Regions from separate parts of the Zea mays genome. Here region 1 is linked to region 2. A link is a contact called in public Hi-C data. All regions are on one chromosome and are shown on one strand. Each heading gives the region's core, a stretch centred on a gene start, on an enhancer-like site or on the middle of the called end of the contact. The rest is flanking DNA. Distances are from core to core; before and after follow the strand shown. Region 1 has its middle 60 kb from the start of LOC103638228. Region 2 holds the start of LOC100283083 (zinc finger protein CONSTANS-LIKE 16).

Region 1 (5,566 bases), core at 663-3,162, 97 kb before region 2:
AGCGACTCAGACGGAGACACTACACCGAGACTTCCTTCTCGTGCAAGTCACCCGCCCGGTCTCAGCTTTATCATTTAAAACCCAAAGTTTGGTACCTGACAGAGGTACATCTTTTCAGATGTTGAACCCATCATGGCCATGATGAATCCACCATCACAAGTTTTTCTTTGTAAAAATTCCCATCCACTGTGAAGCATCACCTTTTGTTTTAAAACAAAACATTTTATTTTTCTAAGCAAGGCTAAGCATCAAAAAATCATTTTCATAAAAGGGTATCAAGGAAGGATAATCAATTTTCCAAGGAAGGAAATGTATCAACTGTTTAGCACACAACTCCTATCACCTAATGCATCATATAAGGTGATAAAGATTTTAAAACAGCAAGGAGGTGGCAAATGCACTGGGGCTTGCCTGGAATAAACACTACGTTAGTGTTTGTTAGGTGGAGACCACTTGACGACCATCCTTTGTCTTGGTACTCGTTCAAATTATCCGTCTTTAGGTTCGTCCATCAGCATCATCTTGTGGAGAAGCTCACGCACAGCGACATCTTGTTGCCGACTCAACTTCGGTCCTCCATATCACGTAGTCAATAAACGTACCTAAATGATTTGCATAATGCACATGAATGCATATAAACAGGAATATCACAAACCTAAATAATGCTACACGACAGCGAATTAAACACCTATCGACGAGACGTTGTACCATTTCATACGGAAACACTAGTTATCGACATATGACTAAGCGCAATAATCACAAAATAATGAACTGTACATACTAACTACACCACTCGCGTTTCTCCTGTTTAATTATATCTAATTCTATTATCAAGTAAGAATAAATTATAAACACACACTATCCTCCTTAGTTACAATTTGTCATCAGAAGTCTAATAAAGTTAGACTCACCATTATTGAAAGCCGAAGTCTTAAAATCAGCATATAAACAATCTAATTACCCTTTTAAATCACATTTTTCAATTATCTTGAATTCCACACTAATTAAATAGGTCGATGTCATTCACTGTTAATTACTCGAGGTAATTTGCACATCTCTCATGACATCGAACTAAACACGAAACCTAGAATAAGCTAACTAATTAAGCAGGGCATCGACTACATCAATTAACCAAATCGACATAATAACACTAGAAAATCTATTAACTAGCCGATAGAAATACTAAACCTATCTTTTACGTCATCAGCCCGCCCGAATATCACATAAATTAATCTACCTTTCGCATTACTAACTCCATCGTACTTCACATATATTTAACATTACCACAACGCGCCTGCGCTAAACACGAGGATTATTACGATTAATATACTATTCAATCCATCGACTCAATCAATTAATAAAAAAATAGCGAACTAGAGAACGGTTACCGATTCAATTAGAATTTCAAGCAAACGTTGCTGATCCTTGTTCATGCCTCCTATCGAGTTCCTGGCAAGCGCCCCACAAGTTCCACTTCTTCACTCAAACTTCTAAAATTGCAGTGGTGATCAAAGGCGAGCACGTAGAGGTAGAGTCGAAGCGAACACGACGACAACAAGATCGCCGACCAGTAGCAGTGCGGAGGCAAATGACGACATCGACGTATCGGCACGACAATTCTATTTGACGAAAATAATGGCGCAGCGACGAGGATCCGAGAAGCGAGCGCTGCGGACGCGGATCAGGGATTTGGCTTGGGAGTCGAGCAAGGAAGGACGGGGTTTGACAACTCAACGGCAAACGCGAGCACGCCGAAGTCCGATGGACGAGGAGCGAGCGCGCCGCAGTGATGACAAGAAAGCGCGAACGCCAACGCGAGCCAAGGGCAAGCACGAGTGTTGGGACGAGCTGAGACCAGAGGATGGCGGTGGACTTCACCGGCGAGGCTTTATAGGTATAGTTCGGCACTCATAACAGAGCTTTGGCAAACTCGACGGACGCGACCATGGACGCGTGCTGGCGCTTGGGGTCGGGCCGGGCGAGCATAGCAGGGAGCCAAGGCGAGGTCGTGGTCATGGTGAACTGGTACAGGGCGGTCAACCACGACGTCCGATGTGGTCAACAAGGACGACGGCTGAGGCCTTCGGCTAGGGGAGGAACAGGGGCTATCGGCCATGGAGTAGAATAGGGGAGGAGCGCGCGTGGGAGCCAGGTCCGAGTGTCCGCCATGAACAGGAGAATGACGAGGAGGCAGCGGTGATCTTTGAGGGAAACACGCAGGGGATCCCCATCGACGACGACTCACTGGACCGACGGGCAATGGTTCCAATCAGCAGCGCCGACACTTGAAACACCTACAGGAAGCCCCCGCTACCACGAACGCCACCAGGTGGATCCCCATCTAACCTGGGTGAGCAGGGAGAGAGGAGAAGGGCGGAACTTGGCAAGTCGCGGCTGAGGAGAGCACCATGGCCGAGAGGGAAAATCCGAGCGCAGGGGCGAGCTCGGGGAAATGGGCGGCCGAGCTGGGGATTGGGCAGAGCGCGGACGGGCGAGCCTGCCAGGGAGCAGCGATGGCCAACAGAGAAGCTCGCGCACGCGGAAGCTCCACGGCTGGGAGGGCGCGGCAGCCATGGCAAACAGGAGCAGTGTCGCGGTCCGCGTGCCGGCCAGGGAGAATCGACGGCGGCCGTGGGAGAGGGCAGAGGAACTCGACCGGCGAAGTTGGCCGGAGGGCGAGCTCGGCTGCGCGCAGGGAGGAGCACCGGCGAGCAGGGAGCGGGAGGAACGCCGGTGAGCTCGTGGCACCAGGGAGCAGGGCACGACGCTGGAGGGCGAGCAGGGCGCGGCTGCCAGGACGAGCGCAGGGAGGAAGATAAACTTGGCGAGCTGGAAACCAACCGCGTGTGAGAGAGAGAGCAGTAGGAAATATCAGTGGAATGAGGGGCAGCGGCAGATTTTTTTGGATTTTCCTTTTTTTATTTCTTCCCTCTCTCATTTTTTAAGACAAAGATAAATTCGGGTTCTAGGATTTGGGTCTAAACGAGATGCAAACAGGATGAACCAAAATAATTTCATCCGCGTCTGAACACCTGATTCCACAGCCATAGATAATTTACCAGAGAATCGAAGCTCAACTATAAATCCTCGGACACGATTTCTCGGCTGACGAGTGGGGACAAAATTATTTTGCACCGAAAACCTTAGTCGTCGAGTTCTATTTAATTTGCCCAGGACAAAATCACATAGTGGGTTGAGCTTCCGAATTCGTATCCATTTATTCGATAGATTTTAATTAGGCACAAGAGTCGTTAATTCACGGAACAAATATGTTTCTAACTTCGTGAAACATTTAGAACAGACCGGATAGGCAGAGATGAAAATGATATCGAAATTATAAAGGATGAATATTAGAACATAGAGATCGTTATTATTGCCGATATCTCGTGCTTGAGTCCATAAGCACAGTTTAATAGGAGGTAAACACCAGGGGTGTTACATAACGCTCGGCCAGGCCGAATTCGGCCCAGTCGAGGCCCAACCCACCAGCCACCTGCCCCTTTCCCCTCCTCTCTCTCATTTCCAAGCGGGCTCGCCCCGGCCCTCTTCCTCACGTGGGCGCGCCAGAGCGCACGGGCGAACGCGCTGCCGCCATGCCGCTCGGCCTCCCCAAGCCGCCTCACCTGCCCCGTGCCGCCGTCGTGCCGCTCGACCTCCTCAGCGTTGCCACGCCTCCCCGTAACAACCACCCTCTCCTCTTCCCCTTCCCCACTCCTTCTCCACCTTGGTCGCGTCATTAATGGCGGTAACGGCGCCGACTGCCATCTCTCCCTCTCCCCCCACGCCCTCCCTCCTCCTTCTCCCTATCAAACTTGACCCCGAGCCCTTGGAATCGGCCTCCCTTGCCACCGAGCTTGCCTTCTCCCTCACCTAAGCCCTCTCCTCTCTCCCTCGCTTAACACCGCCGCCGGAGCCCGACATCGCCATCATCGGAGCTCGCCGTCGACCGTGCCTGTGCCCCTGTCCTGGCCGCGCCACATCACTCCGTCACCGTCCATGCCACGCCGTGCCCTAGCCCCCGTGCCTCACCGTCGGCCACTCCCTGCTCGACGTCGTTCCTCCTCTCCCTTCGTTCATTGACGAAATGCCCGAACGCAAGAACCAGAGGTTGAAGACAACTCGAATTTTATTTAAACTTTCAAAATCATGTTTTATGTAACTATTTGTTTTACATTGTGTATAATGTGATGTGTATGTAAACGATTAATTTTAAATGTATGCGATGAACTAGTATATTATTATCAGTTGTAAGGTATATGTTAATTGTTTACAGTTATTTTGGAATTTGTGTTTAGAAAGAAAAATGACAGGATTTGGTAGACCACGTTTTAGTGATGAAAACACTAGATAAGTAATTTCACAGTAAACTTTGTTTATGATGAATTTTAGAATTAGTCTAGAAGTTTATAATCATAGGTTCATTTAGACCAACTAAATAAATATTAAAAGCTTTATTAACATTGAAGCGATAAGTAGTGCCCGTGTTCATAATAATTCAAATATTGTTGGCTAATCAGGGTTTAATTATTATTAAACTGATTTGACCTCTGATTATTATAATGACATTTTCTTTTAGAAAGAAAGGATAAAACTAAAAATGAGACCCATGTTCATAGTAGAAATAATTAATTAATAATTAATTTATTTCTGTAGAATTGGTTAAATCATTACATCTAAGCTATGTTATGTAAAATACTTTCATAGTCGAATGTCCATATAACTTTTACTAGTGACAATCCAAAGTAGAGTTATAGTTTATAGATGTCAATACGTGTGGACTAATAAAATGAATATGAATCTATTTTATTCTAGGCACTATTACAATGGTTTGTATGGTTTATGTTTATTCATGTAATGGTGTATGTTATTCATGTAACGGTGTATGTATATTTATTTGGTGAATGTTTTCTTTTGTATGTACGATATGTGAATCTATATTAGAAGCTGATTTCGTGGTAGAAGACCAAAATATGTTTGAAGACGATCCACATGACACCTTTTAGCAAGGCAAGTGGATTATCCCTCTGCATCTTTGTTTGTACACAAATAATGCATCTAATAATGTTTACTTTTGGATATTTGCATAAATTTGATGGGATTTGACTAAATAGGATTTCCTAGAAATACCAACCCTATTCCTTGATTACCCTAGGATAAATACTATGCCTAGCAATTTGGGCTACTGCTCAACTTGATAATTATGTTATCACTCTTTAATGATACTATTGTTCCGGAAATTAAATTTGTATTATGATGTTAACACGATGGTTAAACAAGATCATTTCGTATTAAATGGAACATGGAGTGACCACATAGGATAACAGTGCAACCATGAGTGCTGTCATGGCTCTGACTTTAGTAAATAGCTTTATAGACTTAGTGCTTAGCAACCCTACCTGAAAGATGGGCAAGAGGGGGCGACAGTGGTTTGGTGGCAGCTTATGTTAACATGGGGTGGTAGTCTTGGCTAAGTTACCTCGCCTAGAGGGCCATCAATATTGACGAGGAAACCTTAGCGGGTGGCTTTTTACTAAGGATATTTTGTGAAAGCCTCATAATGGATCCC
Region 2 (5,965 bases), core at 2,563-5,062:
CGGCTGCCTTGCTGGGAGATCTGATTAAGTAGGCCTTAGAAGCATTGGAAACTAGACTTCAATATCTTTCCAAAATGTACTTATGGGCCTTCATAGCTCTTGGGAATCAAAAGATATGACTGTTTCTTCTGGACGCTTCTGTCACGCTCGACTGACTCGAACATAGTTCTTCTCTCTGATTCGCCTTGATATGTTTTGTCCTTCCTCTTTGGTGAACCTAAGCAAAATCAACATACACGACTTAGGTAGCATAAAGTTATCATTAGTGTTTAATTTAAATTCGTAAAGTAGCGTGTGCACCTCTTGTTGTATCTGTTTCGCTCGGCTTCGAGTGATAGGTCCAGTAGGAATGTTCGGCAAGGTTGACGATGCTGGTATGGTCACATCACTATGTGGCTCGTATGACTGGTCATTCCTTTCCGACATTTTGGGAGGGGCCAGAAAATATTCGCCCCCACGTATCTGGACATTATATTACGGTGTTGGGGCGTTGTAGGATGTCACAGAAGGTTTAGCTAGGATGGATGTGTATTCGGATAATAATCATCATCATTGGGTTCTGTGTATTCTGCACCGGACCGTTCGGTTAGATATGCGGTCCGTCCGGCTGTGTGCGTGGACTGTCCGGCTACTATGCGCGAACGGTCTGAATTGTTTATTTAGGGTTTGCTTAGAACGTGGTGGCTCGGGCGCGGGTCTCGGTAATTCAGTTCTAAAAACGGGACCGACAACCGTTGGCCCGGACGGTCCGCGATCACGCGTGAATGGTCCGGTTGTGCGTAGATCGGTGGGTTTACCTCCGATTTGCGTAGGATGATGTGGTTGTCTAGGGTATGTGTCTATTGGCATCCCGTAAAGGGATTGTGATTGGCCATGCCAATCTGTAGCCTATGAATCACATGTGTTTTCCCAGATCAACCTCGTGCGCACTAGCCTCTTTTGCATACCCCCTATGATTTGTTGCATTTGATCTAACTGCTCATCTATATGTAAGCTCTAAGAGATTGGATTTCGTTTGTCTCGCTTACCTTGGGGTAGTCATAGCAGGTCGGACAGAAAGCGAGATCAGTCGCCCGCTACCGGACGACCTTGTGATTCCAGCCCACTTTGAAGATGGCTAGGAATTTTTCCTGTGCTTCCTTGATCAGCTAGTCCTTGTGCTCCTCAAACTCCTGATGATATTCAACTGGTAGAGTTTCCCAGGTCGGCTCAATGATGTTGCTGGGAGAGACGTCAGAGCTATCTTTGAATGGGCCATTGAGGACTGATCTGATAGATCTTTATGCGAGTTCCCCAGCGGAGTCGCCAAAAAGTGTGTTGGCACTGATCTGGGCACCAATTATTGCGATGACTACCGGCGGCGGTGCTCTCTATTGAAGCGCGAACGGTCCGCAGCCGAGGGCCGGACGATCCATGACATGGCGCAGAGGCTAGGGTTTCTACTTGACGAGTCGAACCGTCCACGTCTGGTTGCCGGACGGTCCGCGCGTGCGCAGTTCGCCAACATATTTAAGGGTTTGTCTTAGGTCGGCAGGCCACCCAAAACGCCTCTAAGCGACATAGAGTCGAAGAGAGGTAAATATTAGAGAGAGGAAACTATGTTACTGTCTACTCCTAGTGCAAAATGTAAAGAACAAAAGATAATTTGATTGTTTAATTGATTGTTGGTTGTTTAATTGATCATACCCCTTCAACTATATAACGAGGAGTCTAGACTTATTCCTAGACGTCCTCCAACAGCTTCTGCGAGATTAGAGAGATAGACACGCGAGAAGATATGTACATATAGCCAAACGTCAGCGGGCTGGACCATCCGGTGCCACCTACAAATAGTGATCAATAGTTCGGAACCAATATTCCCTCCGCGCTCTATTATAAAGAAAATTACTCGACCATCGTCACAAGCAAATAAAGCAAGTGCCACTCTAAGGCAGCAGCTTATAAAATGTTTAAATTGTCGAACGGATCCGATGAAAGAATAGTCATTTTTATTTTATTTGAGTTGAATTGAATTAGCTAAAGAGCAACTTCGACGAGTTGTTTGTTCTTGTCATGGTTTCATGACGACGGACGAGACTCGAGAGGCGCCGGAGCCGACGGCGCGCTGTCGCACCTCCAGTATATATATATATGCAGCCACGCAGGCACAACCAAGCATGCAGAATGCCGGCGGCACTAAGCGAGGCCAGCGATGGTGAGACTGCCACCGGCGGTGGCGCGCTTGACGAAGCGGCCCTTCATCCGTGGCCGCTTCTCGGCGTTGAGCTTGCGCACCTCGTACCGGATCTTCTTGGAGAAGAGCCGCGTCCTGCGCTTCTCCCGGTACCGCGACACTCGGGCCTCCCGGCCAACGTCGTCCATGCCCTGCCCCAGCCTCGGCGTGCCCAGCAAGTCCTCACCGCCGTGGCCGACCATTCCTCGTCCCACAACCCACATGTTCTGTATTTAGAACAAGAATTGAATTCGACGTTAACACAATCACTCCGATCGAGCGAAGCCGTGCATGCACTCAAAAAGTCAGGGATCTCGATGATGTGGCGGGGCCCGGGAATTGAACGTACCGTGCAGTCGTGGGGCCAGCTGTCGTCGAGCTTGACATGTGGTCGTTCGGCGCCGCCGGTCCACGGCGAGCTCCCCCAGCTCTGGATGATGGCCTCGTAGTTGAGGGTGAGCGAGAGGCTCGTCTGCAAGAACTGGCCGTCGGTTCCCGTGTGGCTGCTGCTCGCGGCATTCTCGGTCGTCGTCGTGTCCTGAGGCGAGCCGTAGTTGAAGTCGATGTCCAGCATCTCGTCAGATGCATCTGGGTCCAGCAGCTCGAGGGCGCACGCCAGCGTGCCACTGGCTTCGCAGGCACTGCCGGCGTCAGTCTCCACCTTGACTCGCGACGCGTCTTCACCCACTTCCACCGGTTCCAGGAGGCCCAGCGTCTCCATGCAGAACGACGAGCTCTCCTCGTTGCCGTCGTCCAGGCCGTACCCGAGCAAGGCCTCCATGTCCGCGGCGAACTCCCTGAGCTCGGCGTCGGTCGGCCCGAAGTTGGCATGACCTCCGTCGGGGAAAAACTGCACCAGCGGCGCCGCTGCAGGTGTCTCTCGATCTGTCTTCGCCGGGTCCTCGACGGCGCCGTCTTCGTTGCAGGACGACGCGAGAGCGGCCGCGTCCTCAAGAGGCTGGGGCGAGCAGAACTCTGCCAGGGCAGGGTCAAAGACAGGCACGCGGTAAAGCACCTCCTCCTCCGGCTCCTCGGCCTCGAACTCCCCCTCGTCGTTCCGACCATCTGGCGAGTCCCCGCCCGCCGCATGGGGCACAACGAGGCGCCGCGACAACGTCCGCACATCGCTTTTGGCGCGCCCACCGCGCGGGGTGCGCGCCTTGCGCTTGAACCACGCCGGCACCACCTCGTCGTGGCTCTCGCGATTCGCTGACGCCGGCGTGGGAGGCGGCGGCGTCTGCAGCGGAGACGTGGGGCGCAGACGCAGCCTCTCGTGACGCCGCGCGAGCGAGTTCGCGGAGTGCACCGACGTGTCGCAGACTTGGCACAGGAACGCGTCGTCCGCTGCGCAGTACCACCTGGCCCGCCGGCGCAGGCACGCGTCACAGGCGCGCGCCTCCTTGCCACCCACCGCCGCCGCCTTCGCCGAGCTGCCGGTCGTGGTCGTGGCAATCATTTCCCTTCAAAGCGGTGTGCCGGCGTGCTACTCAGTGATGGCTTCTTCTACGCTGAATGTAGTAGGATGGGACCTATAGTATCCACATGTGCCGACGTACACTCTGAGTTTTTGTATGTACTGTAGATGTTAGGGAAAAAATGTGCTGAAAATATCGCGGTGCTCGGTTTTATAGAACCGAAGGAGAAGATGGGCCCATCTTGCGCGCTTTCTGGGCCCCGCCGGCTGCACTTTGCTTGCACTTTTGGTGTCGCGCAAGGGCACCACTACCTGCGGGTCTTATCTGCAACGTGATTGGTCGAAGGGTAGCGCAGGATGCGGGGCAGGCGCTTGTGATTGGCTCCGACGGGATTTCCAGTGGGGCCACCACCTTCAGCTACGCACGGCCTACAGGCTAGAGCCCTTTCCACATCGCTCTCACGGTTGCTGGCAGTGGCAGGGGACCGCTAGGGCAAGGCGAGAAAAGTCTTTCTTGGTCTTCGTAGCTCAAGTTATCACTAGGTTATTACTATATGCTAGCTCTGGCTAAGGCTACCATGCATTATGCGGAAGGGAGGTGTCGACCGTAACCATGACAACGTGAAAGAAAACGTTGACGGTGGATAAGGAATAGGATGATGTATTACTGGAATTCGGCTCTTTGCCAGATGCCACATTCGGTAAAGTTCCACTCTCGATAACGACTACGTTTACCGAGAGCAGGACTCTCGGCACAGGAAGACACTCAGCAAAGACAGCTTTGCTGAGTGCTAAACACTTGATAAAAGTCAACGCTCGGTAAAGGGACGTTAGCAGTCGTCTATAGCTGACGGTCGTTACCTTTGGCACTCAGCAAAGAAGCTACTTTGCCGAGTGTCATTATTGGACACTCGGCAAAGTATATTTTTATTTTTTTCTTTTCCCAACCAAAATTTTTGTGGTATGTTTCTACACTATGTAGACCTATATGTTCCATTTTTGCACAATTATAAAAGTGTTTGCTATAGCTATTAGATTTAGTTCGTTTAATTGAATTTCTTCGAAAAATTTAGATTTGAATTGCAAGTCACTCGAAACATGAAAAATCGTGCATGCAAAAATGATATTCATGTTATTTAGCACAAGTTACGATCGATTTCAGGAACATACTAGAATCTTCGATCACTATGCTCACTAAACATGACGGTGAACTTGTCATCCAATTGTTTAAAAACTGTATAAAACACAAACAAAGTTAGAAAATCATGAAGCTTGTCCACATGTCATGATATCATATGTAGATAGGCTGTGATAAAAATTTGAGAATATTTCAAGAAAGTTGTGACGCACTATGTGTAGAAACCTAGCCGGTCCACATTGAAACTCTATGATTTCATGTTACGCTAGTTAGGTTTCTACACATAGTGCGTTACAACTTTCTAGAAATATTCTCAAATTTTTATCACAACCTCTACATATGATATTATGACATGTGGACAAGTTTCATGATTTTTTGACTTTGTTTGTGTTTATTCAATGTTTAAACAACTTGATGACAAGTTCACGGTCATGTTTCATGAGCATGGTGCTCGAAAATTCCGGTCTACTCCTGAAATCGGTCATAACTTGTGTTAAATAACATGAATATCATTTTTGCATTAACGGTTTCCATTTTTTGAGTGACTTGCAGTTCAAATATGAATTATCAGATGAAAATCAATTAAACGAACAAAATCTAATAGCTATAGCAAACCATTTTATAATTGTGCCAAAAATGAAACATATAAGTCTACACAATGTAGGAACAAATCACAAAAGTTTGGTTGGAAAAAATGTAAATAACCTTTGCCGAGTGTCCACGTAAGTCACTCGGCAAAGTATGGTTTGCCGAGTGTCGTCCGGCCCGACACTCGGCAAAAATTTTTAAAAAATATTAAAATAATCTGTGTCGAGTGCTTGTCAGTGGGAACTTGGCACAACGCTCTTTGCCGAGTGCGTGTGATCTGGCATTCGACAAAGAATTTTTTAATATTAAAAAAAATCTTTGCCGAATGCCCGATTGCGGGCACTCGACAAAGAATGTTTTAATAGCTGTTACGGCGCCCACACTCACTCACTCTCGCTCGCCGTCGCGTCGTCGGCCGCACCTACCGCCGTCGCGCCGCCGCCATCGCTGGCCCGACACTGTCCCATCTTCTACCCCGGTCCCTCTTCGATGAATTTAGTGAGTATAATAAGTTTAATTAGTTTAGTATGTGTTTATTGAGTTTATAGTATATGTGTTTAGTGAATTTAGTGACTTTAGTGAGTTTAATTAGTTTAGTATATGTGTTTAGTGA

Evidence for each region. A called contact is a pair of places that touch in the nucleus more often than the background predicts.
Region 1: a Hi-C map of ear shows a contact between it and region 2, with 2.1 times the contacts expected there. The contact joins the enhancer-like site here to the promoter of LOC100283083 in region 2. A contact is called at or near these places in 3 of 25 Hi-C or Micro-C datasets (ear, leaf and tassel).

The regions. Positions count from the first base shown.
Region 1 is chr9:34,094,162-34,099,727 of Zm-B73-REFERENCE-NAM-5.0, reverse strand. No RefSeq gene overlaps it. Among protein-coding and RNA genes, the nearest start is that of LOC103638228, 60 kb to the left of the region's middle. Within about 2 kb of position 1,912, at least 5 of the 20 cell types and tissues checked have an H3K27ac peak or open chromatin away from gene starts, as enhancers often do. A contact at or near this core is called in ear, where this site is marked.
Region 2 is chr9:33,998,754-34,004,718 of Zm-B73-REFERENCE-NAM-5.0, reverse strand. It overlaps LOC100283083 (zinc finger protein CONSTANS-LIKE 16), which reads right to left and starts at 3,812. Exons shown (of 2, transcript NM_001155985.2): 1 at 2,562-3,812; 2 at 1,850-2,439. The coding sequence starts at 3,668. The coding sequence ends at 2,176.